3 separate regions of the Mus musculus genome follow, and regions 2 and 3 are each linked to region 1. A link is a contact called in public Hi-C data. All regions are on one chromosome and are shown on one strand. The core of a region is the stretch at or near the end of the contact, and the rest is flanking DNA. Distances in the headings are between cores, read along the strand shown.

Evidence for each region. Hi-C and Micro-C count contacts between places; a contact is called where the count stands out from the background.
Region 2: a contact with region 1 is called in a Hi-C map of CD8 T cells, with 4 times the contacts expected there. The contact joins the promoter of Eef2kmt here to the promoter of Nde1 in region 1. A contact is called at or near these places in 3 of 484 Hi-C or Micro-C datasets (CD4 T cells and CD8 T cells).
Region 3: a contact with region 1 is called in a Hi-C map of CD8 T cells, with 4 times the contacts expected there. The contact joins the promoter of 1810013L24Rik here to the promoter of Nde1 in region 1. A contact is called at or near these places in 3 of 484 Hi-C or Micro-C datasets (CD4 T cells, CD8 T cells and regulatory T cells).

Annotation. Positions count from the first base shown.
Region 1 is chr16:14,161,084-14,165,375 of GRCm38.p6, forward strand. Nde1 (nudE neurodevelopment protein 1) reads left to right here and starts at 2,192. Exons shown (of 9, transcript NM_023317.2): 1 at 2,192-2,285.
Region 2 is chr16:5,253,867-5,258,158 of GRCm38.p6, forward strand. Eef2kmt (eukaryotic elongation factor 2 lysine methyltransferase) reads right to left here and starts at 2,090. Exons shown (of 8, transcript NM_027446.2): 1 at 1,975-2,090. The coding sequence starts at 2,070. Gm15983 (a long non-coding RNA gene) reads left to right here and starts at 2,097. Exons shown (of 3, transcript XR_003951974.1): 1 at 2,097-2,145.
Region 3 is chr16:8,827,607-8,831,898 of GRCm38.p6, forward strand. 1810013L24Rik (RIKEN cDNA 1810013L24 gene) reads left to right here and starts at 2,494. Exons shown (of 4, transcript NM_001081400.3): 1 at 2,494-3,079; 2 at 3,715-3,795. The coding sequence starts at 2,854.

The DNA.
Region 1 (4,292 bases), core at 942-3,441:
GTCTCATTAAAAAAAAAAAAAAAACCAACTTCCTTTTTTTTTCCTTTGCTCAGTAATAATCTTCACATTTATGAAACAAAGATAACAGAGATTTATTATTGGTGTTTCACTGGATACTTTGCATTTGATTCAACTCCCCAAAGACCTAAGTTACTAAACAGAGTTCTCCTCTACCACCCATGAGGACAGGATCAAAGGAAGAGAAGTCAAACTCTCAGCTTGGTCACAGCACAAAAGCTACAAACAAAATGAACAGAATTTTTTTTTAAAAAAAAAGAGCAAAGCCAACTACAGTAGCCCAGGACTTTGATCCCAGCTCCTTCAAAGGTAGAGACAAAATTACAAATTCAGCTTATCCAGGCTACAGGGTGAGCTTAGGTCCAGCCTGGGCATCTTAGAAGGAATTTGACTAAAAAAAAAAAAAAAAAGAAAGAAAGAAAGAAAGAAAAAGAAAAGAAAAGAAAAAAGGGGGCTGAAGGTATAGGTCAGTGGTAGAGCATTTACCTAGAGTGGGTAAGGTATTGAGTTCAACCAACAAAACTGAGGAGAGGGGCAGGGGGCAGGGGGCAGGAGGCATTACTTGTGTAGCCCAGGGGAACAGAACATGATTGTAAGAGTCAAAAAGAGCCTTCTGAAGCTCCTTTTGTTAGGTACAAAATCGAAACACTTGGATTTCCTGTACCCTTTTTCTCATCTTTTAAACAATTCTAGGAGGCTGGAGATACAGCTGAATGATACAGTATTTGCTTAACATGGCCAAGGGCCTAGGTTCAAGGCCAACACTGCCAGAAATGTAAGCTAACTATGCCTTTCTCTGGCTTCCCAGTCTCTAAATAGTCTTCAGCAACATTTGGCATCTGAAATTCTGTTTCCGTTTACTGTATTAACCCTTTAAGATCAGATTCTTTGTCTTAGTCACCAGGTTGTAAAATTACCTGTGCCTAATAGTATTTAATAATTAATGAACAATTAATGGCTTAACGTTAAGAAATTATTATTAGCTGGGCCTGTGATCCCACTGAAAAATAAGGCTAAGGGAATACTCAGAAATTTGAGGCCAGCCCAAGTTACATAGGAAAAGTGTTTCAAAAAAGGAAAAAACAAGGGGCTGGAGAGATTGCTCAACAGTTAAGAACACTGATCTCCTAGAGGTCAATTCCTAGCAACCATATGATGACTTTTTTTTTTTTTTAAAGATTTATTTATTTATTATATGTAAGTACACTGTAGCTGTCCTCAGATATCCCAGAAGAAGGCATCAGATTTCGTTATGGATGGTTGTGAGCCACCATGTGGCTACTGGGACTTGAACTCGGGACCAGTCGGGTGCTCTTAACCCCTGAGCCATCTCGCCAGCCCTGTTTGTTTGTTTTTCAAGACAGGGTTTCTCTGTGTAGCTCTGACTGTCCTGGAACTCACGCTGTAGACCAGGCTGGTCTCAAACTCAGAAATCCGTCTGCCTCTGCCTCCCGAGTGCTAGGATTAAAGGTGTGCTCCACCACTGCCCGGCTTATTTACAAAGCACTGCACAAAGTCTTGTAAACTTATTTATTTAGCTCGGGGGGGGGGGGGGGGGACGACGACGACGACCATTTTATCCACGAGTAATTAAATACCTTGTTTCAAATACACATAGCTAGTAAGCGGCGGAGTTAGGATTCAAAGTCAAGTTCTTTCACATTAAACTATTCTGTCTCAGAAGAAGCCACAACAGTTAAAGATTCTATTTGGGGTGTAAAGTTGTGGAATAACAAGGGTCCTGTGGGCTGGGCGGAAGTTTGTCGTTCTCTATGCCTGTTTTTGTCTTTGTGCATTCTGGGCTAGTATAGCATTTTTGGAATCGGGTAGGGCACTTACAAGTGTAACCCAATATCAGCTATTCCTAATGCCCGGGTTTCTCCGACCAATTGCTCCTTTGTCTATTCTTGGGCAAGAGCAAGAGCAGATAAATGCAACCAGTGTGAAGGAGAGGCGTGCGGATGTTCCAGAGTGCGTGGCACGGCGAGTACCGAGCCGCCAGCAGGCCCTCTCCACGCCCGCCTTCCGGGCCAGTGGCCTGCGCCTCCTGCGGCCCCTCCCGCCCCCACCGAGGCTTGGCCCAGCCGCGCCCGGGCCTAGAGAGAAAAAGTTTCCAAACCTCGCTTCTTTGCGCTGATTGGCCGAGTCAGACGCGTCCCGAGAGCGGCAGCCAATGGGAGGCGCGCACCGCGCAGTACCGGCGAGGCTGGAGGGCAAGAAAGGCCTGCCGGCCCGCGCCTCGCTGGAATCGTCGCCGCCCGGGCTGGGTAAGTGGAGCCAGGCTGCGGGCGGGTCTCCGCCACGCCCGCAGCATCCATCCGACGTGTCCCCCACACCTGCCCTCCTCAGCTTTCCACCTTCCATCCGTGAGCTCCGCCGCTCGCCCTGGCCAACTCCGTTCCTCTTCTGCTGGCTGCTTTTCTATCCTCGAACGTCCTCAAGACCCATGCCCACGCCGCCCCAAGGCCCCCGAGTTCTTAGTCTGCCCCTTCACCCCACAGTTTCCGGGTCCCCAACTGCTGCCGCACGGATACCAACCTATATCCAACCTTCCCCTCGATGCCTATAGGTCTCGGCCGCTGGACGTTTCAAATTTCCCTAGACAGCACTTTGGATCGGATAAACTTTATCCGACAAAGGGTGAGAGTGCTTACCCCACACCTTGGATGTTGGCCCAGCTCACCTCTACCTCTTTGAGGTCCTGGGCAACCCGGAGTCACCTTGACTCCGGAGCGACTTCATATTTCCTAAATCATCTCGACTTTTTGCCAGGTTGTGCATCCTTCTGCGCTTTAGCCGGATCCTCGCTCAACTTCTCTAGCTGGGTGGAGGTTTGTAATTGGCTCTGCCACCTGTTTCTGTGTATTGTGTGTTAGGATAACATTTTAGGACTCAGAAGGGGTGCTTTTGAAGTATAGTCTGATAGAAACTACTCCAGAGCCTGAGGGTATCTGACCACGCACTTCTCTTCCCCAGCACACTGGTATTCAGCCCGTTTTGAGGTTTAAGTAATTCCCCTTTCAGAATTCCATATGGAGTTCAGTAAGAGGAACTTACAGAACTATGACCAACCCTCCAACCCCTCTGAAGTCGCATGTCTTTGTACTTAAGCAGCAAGAAGACAAGCTAGGCTTAGTGACTGACTCTTGATGTGTTTGACCTGGAACTTGCTCTATAGACCAGGCTGGCCTCGAACTCAAGTTGATTCTCTTGCCTTTGCCTCCCAAGTGCTGGGATTAGAGGTGTCCACCATCACCTGGCTCCCATTCACGTCTTGTTTATTTGAGAGAGATATAAACTTGGGCTGGAGAAGGGTATTGGTTCATTCGATATTGGCATCGAGTATTGGTGATCAGCTTGGCTAGCTTTCTTCACTCAGACATCACTTTATTTCTTTCCTAGAAATTTGAAATTAGAGGTGTGTGACTTGTGTGTGTTCTCAGACAGTTTTGTAGACTTAATTTTGGGGGACTCCTCCCAACAAAACCAATCCTAAGGACTGAAAGTTCTTATTTCAAAGTGTGAGGACCTAAGTGATGTCCCCAGCACCAAAAAGCTGGTGTGATGGTGCACACCTGTGATTTGCAGTACCCAGCTTGGGGGACAGGGGGGCCCTGAGGCTTGCTGCCCAGTGCAGGAGAATGTGAGCCCTGGGTTCAATGAGAGACCTTACCTCAAAAATAAATAAATAAATAAATAAATAAATAAAATTAAAAAGGTGGAGAGTGATAGAGGAAGACACCTGATGTCACTTCTGACCCTGCATGCACACAAACACCTGCACACACACACACACACACACACACACAAACCCCACTTCTGGCTCCTCATGCACAGGAATACTTTGCACATACACAGAAACCCCGTGCTGAAATGAATTCTTAGACGTGTAAAACCACCTTACGGGAAACAGGTACTTTTTAAAATTTGCTTTTTGAATTTTGTGTGGTGTGTGTACTTGTTAGCATAGAGGTACTGTGTGGAGTACCAGAAGTCTATAAGAGGACTCTTTCTTCTGTTGTTTTCCATCTTAACTCTTGTATTGATTTATTTTAAGTTTTTGAAACTCCTTAGTTGGGCTAGGTTGGCTGGCCGCTGAACTTTAGGGATCTTGCCTATCTCTGTCTCCCCACACCTAGCACTGGGATTGTAGAACACCAGTGTGCAGCTTTTTACATGGGTGTTTTGTATTTGAACTCAGGCTCTCGTGTTTGTATGAGAGCCTTTTACTAGTTGAGCCATCTCCCCTGCCCTACCAAACATATTTGTGTGGT
Region 2 (4,292 bases), core at 840-3,339, 8.9 Mb before region 1:
TTGCCTGGTGTCTTCTGGTTCCTTACTGTTTTAGGGCTGGCTTCTCATGTGTTATGATGTGCCCTGGTGTGCAGCTCATGGACGGCATTCAGTAAATACTTACTGACCCAGTAACTGCTAGGAGGCACTCAGTGCACTTCCACAGTCAGGTGGAAGTCAGGGTTTGTACCCACGTACTCCCACAAAGTGAGATACAGGAGGGGCTGCCAACAGTATACAGGAGCAACAGTAATCAGGCGGTTAAGTCCACAATTCGTGTTCATGATAGTCTTTAGGTTCTTGGTAGAAGCGCTCTTATGTTCATTCTCCTATACATAAGCTACAGTTTGGGGGATGGGGCAGTATGACTCCCTAATTTGGAGCTGTGGGACTCTCCCTTTCTACCTTGGTTGCCTTCAGCAAAAGGATTGTCAGTCTGACAGCTTATACCAGCCTTGGCTGCCTGAACACTCCATAAACACCCTTAGACAACCAGACCTGATTGTCATGACTGCTGAAGCTGCGGGCTCAGCCGGGGCTGTTTGAAACTTTTTGCTGTTACAAACCTGGGTGTACAGTGTATTGCTCTGCACTCATTTCCTGTGGGACAGAGGGGAGCACGCCCCCTAGTGGCGTAGCGGAAGGATGGCTGGGATGGAACAAGAGGCAAAGCCGTGATTGGTTCAGACACCTACACAGCCTGCTGCTGTGGTCAAAGAGGGAGTAGACTGTAAGGAACCCTCCCGCGCTACCTCCTGGGAAGAGTCTCTTGCCTACTTTAGTAGTGCGGGCTGCGGGGGTAACAAGGAGAAAGCAGACCCAGTCAAGGCTCAACAGTGGACGGCAGAATTGTAAAAGCAGACAGGCTGGCCATGGTCAAGAGCTAATGAATCCGCACTTCCAAGACCTGCACAAGAGCTGTATGTTTCTAAGGGCTGCTGCCAAGGGCTGAAGAAATCCAATACCTTGGCCTGCTGGGAAGCTCGCAGCCAAAAATGTCCTAAGAACTCCCGGAGGGCCAAGGGCCCTACACTCAAGAAACCTGCAATTACTGGTCTTGTCTGCCTACAGCCGGCACAGAAAAACACAGTCAGCAGAGATCAGCACTCCCAGAACTTTTTGTCTATCTATGATTTCTAGCTGGGCAAAGGAAAAGAAGTCCAGCTGTTTAGTAGCAAGAGGCTGCTATCATTGTATCCTTTACTGTATTAATTAGAAATGATGGCACAGAGATGTAGCCTCTTGTAAAGTCCCACAGCACACAGGGGGTTGAATTAGAACTATAAGCAGGAAGCTGGCCTCCCCGGCCAGAGCTCTGATTCTTTCCTTCTTAAACTCCTGGTCAAATGGAGTGACCACAGACGCCAGTGCTGTGCACTGTGGGTGACCCTGAGCAAGTACTTAGCACAGCACATGAACTATTATTACAGTTGACATTGAATAAGGACTTATATGTTATTCGGGTTTCGTTTTGCGTTAAGACCAGAGATATTTTATGTCGATGAAATAATACAACTACCCAAACCACCCAACGAAACCGGGTAGACTCTGGAGGAATACAAATCTATAGTAACTCATGCCGGTGAGCTCACCGCACAAGAGTTAACAGCGAGGCACGCTCTAAAGGATCCTCGCGTCCGAGCTGCAGGTCCCCAGGCCACAGGGAAGCACCATTTTCAGTCCGAACTCCCTCTGAGACGGTTCTGCCTGAAGCCTGCCCTTCGGATGGGGACCTGGCCTCCTTTTCAGGAGAGCGCGGCTCTTGCCATTTGAAGACGTTTAGTTTTTCAAAGTTGTTTTGCAGTCGCCAAGATGACCGATTACTGGCTTAAAAGTTGCTAAAATAATCCAGCCCGGTTCGTGACCCTGTAAACCCTGCCGGGGAAGGGCCCGCCTGCCTCCCCCAGTCCAGCGGTGAGCAAAGGCGGCCCGAGACTCCCGGCCCCGCCGCCCGTGGTGCTCGACCCTGATACCCGCCGCACGCCCGCCGCCCACCTGCCAGGGAAAGGAGGGCAGCGCGCGAGCCGCCAGGAAGCGGCGCTCGAAACTCTGCAGCAGAGACGTGGCCCCCTCGTGGTCCTCAGGCGCCATCGCGGGGCAGGGCCAGGGTTGCCTGGAAACGGGCGGAAGCGAGGCCTGAGACGGAGGAGGCGTGGCAACTAGGAGGTAAGATGTGGGCGGGGGCTAGTCTATGTTCCGGCCCAGGAGGCGGGGCAAGATGGTGCCCGCGGGGCGGGGAGTACGGTGGGGCAGGGTTAGAGGCGGACCGGGCCGGGTTGGGCCTGACTGGGGAGCGTTTTAAACAGTTCCTGGAGCTGGAGCTGGCAACTTGGAGGCGAAGCCTAGACTGGCTTGGGGGCGGGGCTCAGAGGGCGGTCCTTGGCAGGAACTGGGGGTTGGAAGGTGGGCCCGAGCGGGAATGGGGGTGGGGCTGAGATTGAGGTTGAGCAACTCTTAGCCGGTTGTCTTTGGGTGGTCTGGGGCGAGCTCAGATCAGCCGGGGGCGAGGCTAGGGTGGGTCTGCCCTCGAAGTAGCCGAGGAAGATTTTTGGAGGGGTCTAACCCCACCTGGGTGTTAGGAAGTGATACCTGGGATCCTTCAGCCTACCTGCGCACGCACACGCGCGAGTGCGCGCGTGTACACACACACATCCACGAAGCCAGGTCAGCATAGGGGACCAAGGAGTTGGTCTTTATTCCCTGAACTGGGTTCATTTAAATAAAATGAACTGAGATTGTTTCTGTGGGGTTTCATCTTTTAATTTCTTTACGTTATTTGTGTATATGTGTTCACACACACACACACATATAACAGTAACAGTATCTGCTCTGAAAATTAGTGCACAGAATTGCAGAGGCTTCCAGCAGGAGTTTTGTTTCATCTTGCAAGGAATAGAATCTGAACTAAGAGTGGGAGTTAGCTGCAGTGGGTGGCAGAGTATTCTGTTCAAAGTCCCTAGAGTTGAAAGGCAGGACACTGGCAAGCCACCCCTGTTGTCCTCCAAGTGTGCACTGTCATTCAAGGTGTAACAGTTCAGTTTAGCAAATGTCTCAAAATCTCCATTTGGAAGCTTCTAGAGCTAGCTTGTTAAATATACTTGCAGAATGTTGATGAAGGGGACAGATTGTATCCCATTACCTCCTTTAGACAAGAAATCCTGAGGTTTGTTTTGGAGAACAACAGAAGGGAATTAATTACAGTCAGGTCTGTGACCCTCCAAAAATCCAGGCCAGCATAGGGGACCAAGATGGGATTGGTCTTTTATTCCCTGAGCTGACTTGATTTAAATAAAATGAACTATGATTGTTTCTGTGGGATTTTGCCTTTTAATTTCTTTACATTGATTATTTGTGTATGTGTGTGTTTGTGATCCACCACACATAAATAGAAGTCAGAGGATGGCTTGAAGAAGTTGGTTCTTTCCTTCTACCATGTGGGTTGAACTCAAGCCATTTGGCAAGTGCCTATACCCACTGAGTTATTGAAGTAGCATTATTGGTTTGTTTTACAGTGTCTTGCTATGCAGACCTGGCTAGGTTGGTATTCTCTTTGTAGCCCGTCTTGGCCCGAACCTTGCAGTGATGCTCCTGCCTCAGCCTCCAAAGCACCCAGGCTTCTCGGTGTGTGCCGCCATGCTGGACTATTACTGTGACTCACATTGCATATTCCTCATGCTGCACTCACCCAAGGAGCATGGGACCTGGTGACTGAGGAAGGCTGGCTTAGAGTGGCCTCCGGGGCGCTCACTTGCCTGTGCCATTTTGATCAGTTCCCTGCCTGCAATTGGTGATACAAGAAATGGGAACCAGAGAGATACACTTGTACATCACTCATATTAGTGATTGATCACTGCTGCTACAGAACAAAAGAGCAGCAGTTGGCATCATAGTAGTACTACATGATGTATCCTAAAGTATTAGCCAGTGGAAGCTGGTCTAACCTTTTGATACCACAGACAAGAACAGTTTGAAAAAAGACCCTACGTGGGCTACAGAGCCATCTTATCTTGGAGTGCAACAAAAATCATGCATTTTAATTAGATCTGAATGTAGGAGGGACAAGTCACAGAGGGATCCTGTGTGTGTGTGTGTGTGTGTGTGTGTGTGTGTGTGTGTGTGTGTGTGTGTATGCGCCAGCGAGCGCGCACACAGTGCATCTCCATTACTGTTCCTGTTCCTCTCAGTTTTTTTGAGACAGGGCCTGGCATTGTTCCTGGATCCCACTGCTAGTCTGGCTGCTCCCTACAAATTAACACTGGTGTTACAAGTGTGGATGACTCTGGATGAATGGATTCAATTCCATTTCTCATACT
Region 3 (4,292 bases), core at 1,244-3,743, 5.3 Mb before region 1:
CCTCTAGGACACGGGGACACACACACACACACACACACACACACACGCAGAGGACACACTCATATGACTCACTCCTCAAAGGTTACATGTTATTTCTTGGGAACAAATTGGGAGGACGTAGCCAAGATAGGCAGAAAGAATGGCTTACATTTTTATTCTATCTTGCCCTATCCAGTAGGAACTTATCTATGTGTCACCCCCAAGGCAGAGAAACTCCTTCCTTTTGAGTGTACTCTAATCCCAGGCTGGGACTTTTTGTCTTCTTCCTATGTTTGATTTTATGCCCTGTGACTTTTGTACAGCGTTTTTGTTGTGGTTATTGTTGTTTGTCTGTTTTTGAGGTTAGATCTGCCTATGAAGTCCTGGTTTACACAGAACTCAATCTGTAACATTTCTCCTGAGTGCTGGGATTGACTACAGCTGTGTTCCACTGTGCTTGCTTCCCCCCCTCCCCCCCAAATATCATGTTCCCTATAAGGCTCTTTTTTTTTTAAGATTTATTTATTTTAGGTATATGAGTACCCTGTAGCTGTCTTCAGACACACCAGAAGAAGGCATTGGATCCCATTACAGATGGTTGTGAGCCACCATGTGGTTGCTGGGAATTGAACTCAGGACCGCTAGGAGAGCAGTTGGTGCTCCAACTGCCGACAGATTGCTTCTTACAAGCTGGTTTTGGGCATCTGAAGGGTCCAGGTGTTGATTTGTGATACATAATGTTGCTTAGGCATCATTGGGGACAATTTAAGATTTAAAACAAATAAACAAACAAGGGGCTAGAGAGATGGCTCAGAGATTAAAAGCACATGCTGCCCTTCTAGAGGACCCAGGTTCAATTCCCAGCATCTACGTGGCAGCTCACATCTACAACTCCAGTTCCAGGGCTTCTGACACCCACTCCTCCCGCCATATACATATGAAGGCAAAACATTAATGCACTTAAAATAAAGATTTTATGAATCATATATTAAAATATGAATTATTTATAAAGCAAATTATAAAAAATAAGATAAAATATAACAATAATGTAATGTTACATATTATCTAATATAATACAAAAATAAGTAAAATTAAAATAAATTATACATAAAACAAAATAAAAAACAAAAACGCATCACAAGGTGTGGTGGCAAAGGCTTTTAATCCCAGCGCCCAGGAGGTAGAGGCAGGAGGATCTCTATGATTTCAAGGCAATCCCAAAACTACCAAAAAAAAAAAAAAAAAAAGTTGTTTCAAGAAACAAAACAGGCCGGGCGTGGTGGCGCACCGGAGGCAGAGGCAGGCGGATTTCTGAGTTCAAGGCCAGCCTGGTCTATCTACAAAGTGAGTTCCAGGACAGCCAGGGCTATACAGAGAAACCCTGTCTCGAAATACCAAAAAAGAAAAAAAAAAAAAAAAAAAAAAGAAGGAAACAAAACAAAGAGCACCAGCACACCTGGCTTTGAGCCTAGTCCTAAGGAAAATGGAATATGAACTTTCAGAGAGTCCAGAGATTAGGCTCTGGGAACCAGACAGATCAGGGAGAAGTCCGGAGAAGCCAGAGCAGGCAGGATCAGATCCTGCAGGACTTCCATCCAGTACAGATGGCATACATAAGCTGTCAGCTCAGAGGCTGAGAGGTCCCGTCATTGTGCTGCCCTCTTGTTCCCAGGCTTCCAGACCTCTTTCCTGGCACTGATCACTCTGAGTGAGCAGTGCAGGGGCCCGGGTGCCAGCAATTGCACATGGGGGGCGGGGGCGGGACGCGGCGGTCGCACGTGTCCCGGGAGCGTGCATGGGACAGGTGCCGGGCCGCTACTAGCGCTGGGCGCACTGTCCGCCAGGCGGCCCTGGTGTCCAGCTCCCTCCGGTCCCCTTCTCCGGGAAATCTCGGTGAGCGTCCCCAGGTCGCTCACACCTCCGGAGAATTTTCCTTTGGATTCACACGCTTTACTTGCCCCACTAAGGTTGGGAATTCTGGCATTAAAAAAACATAGAAAGGGCGCTGCAAACAGAGGTAGACTGCACTTCTCAGGAACTCGAGGAGTCAGCACATAAACACTGCGTGACCATGCACTTGCAAGCCCGGGAAAGGCCCCCGCGGGGTGCGGTCACCCGGCGGAGTCACGTGACTCTCAGACGGGGTGCGGGAGCGAAGCGAGCACCGCGCAAGCGCAATCCCTTGGCTCCAGTGTACAGATATTTCTTCTTCTGCTTTGGTTGGTCGCACGCAAACACTGTCAACTCCTCCCTGCTCTACAGTCTTCAAGTTCCCTGACATTTACTCCTTCCCCCAGCCCCCCGCCCATTGATGACATCAGTTCGACAGGCGGGTAAGCCAATCAGAACGCTGCGTTCAGGGGCCAGCACGCGGAACCCGTTGCGGCGGGCCAATGGGGAAGGTCGACGGTGGGCGCGCCCCAACCGCCTCCTGCCGGGGAAGCGCCGCTGGCCAAGTGGGCGGCGCTTTCCAGTCAGCATGTGGGCGGGGGAGGGCGGGGCCCGGTCGCCGCAGAGGCGTCGACGCCGCCGCCGTAGACGACGTTCCTCAGTCTTCGAGGTGGGCTCGGCGGCGCAGGCCGGACAGGGAACGCCGGTTGGAGAGCGGCGGCGGTCGGACCGAGGCCGCGGGGCCGTGGGTGGGCGGTAAAGGGGTGCGGGCGAGGCTAGGGCAGGGTGCGGCACCTCGGAGCGGGGTTGGTGGGCAGAGGACTCGGGCTGTGCGGGGTGGGTGCCGGCTCCGCGGGCTTGCACAGAGGCCTGGGCCGGCCGCCGGGCCCCTCGTTCCCGGGCCTGTCGACGACGACGTTCCCGCGGGGACCGCGCTTAAGGAGGACGCGGCGGCGGCGGCCAGGCCGCGGGAGGCCGCGGAGGATGGAGGAGCGGAAGGAGGAGGGCGAGGCGGAGATCCAGGAGCACGGGCCGGAGCATTGGTTCTCCAAGTGGGAGCGGCAGTGCCTGGCCGAGGCCGAGCAGGACGAGCAGTTGTCTCCCGAGCTGCAGGAGGAGGCGGCGGCCGCCGCGCAGCCCGAGCACAAGCAACAGAAGCTGTGGCATCTCTTCCAGAACTCGGCCACGGCCGTGGCTCAGCTCTACAAAGGTGAGGCCGCGCCGCCATCTTGGCGCCGCCCCGGCCTGCGGAGCTGCTCTTCCCCCCGGTTCCCGGCTCGGTCCCCGGGACCTGGCGGCTCCTCGCACCCTGCGGGGATAGCCGGACGACTGGGAGGGGAGGGCCGTGCCGCGGACCCCTGGCCATCTGACCCGCAGGACGGCGACGGAGGAGCTACCCTGGGAGGGGGAAAACTACGATGAAGGATGGGGAGACCCCCGATTTAGAGTACCTCCCGAGGGTCCCCACGTACCGGTCCGGGTGTCCCCGGTCGGATCGTGGGGGTAGGGGAGGAGTCCCTGTCACAAAATGGCGAAGGAGGCGGTGGGGCGGCCCTATTGTGCCCCGAGCCGGCCTCGGGGCGGAGACTGCTAGGGGCGCTTCCCTGAGCCTGCCGGGCGGCGTTCGCCACTCGGGTTGCGCTGTTGTCAGGTTCCCCTTCCTCGACCCAGTAACTCCGGTCTCACGCTCCCTTTGGGATCCCCAAATCCTGAACAAAATGGCGAAACCTAATATGGCCGTTCCGGAGTGAGTGACGCCCAAATAACATTCTCTTCTTTCTCTATGTCCTTGTGTGTGTCTTTTTCCCCCCCCTATTGTTTTTTTTCCCCCCTTTTTGTTTCCAGACCGAGTGTGTCAGCAGCCAGGACTTTCTCTCTGGGTCCCCTTCCAAAACGCAGCCACCGCCGTCACCAACCTCTATAAAGGTAAAGATAACCTTGCTGTCTTGCCAGGGTAGGCGGGGAGGGAGGAAGGGCAGGCCACGTTCCGGTTGACAGCCGATGTTCTGAGTGTGTTTTCTCCTCTCAAGTTCAGCTTCTGCTAACCTTGAATGCCTTGCAACTTGAGAATATCTGTGGTGTTCTAGCTAGATATCCAGAGGCAATTTTTGACACGCCTCCTATTCCTCCCTCGGGGACGTATGACAGTGCCTACGGGACACTTGGTTGTCAATCTTGAGAGGGGGCTGCTGGTTACTCTACAGTGCCTGAGACATCAATCCCCTAGCTCCTACCCTTTAGCAAGGATTTAACGCAGTCTGCAAAGGGCTGAGATTAAAGCTCTGCTGTGGAAGACAAGACAGGTGAGCCTTGTCTGGAAAATGATTCAATAGAAGCAATTACCCAGAGTCTGCAGATTCTTGACTCTGGCCACTGGGAGCATGGCAGTGTAAAAACATTGGAGTTCTTTGAACTCTTGCTGA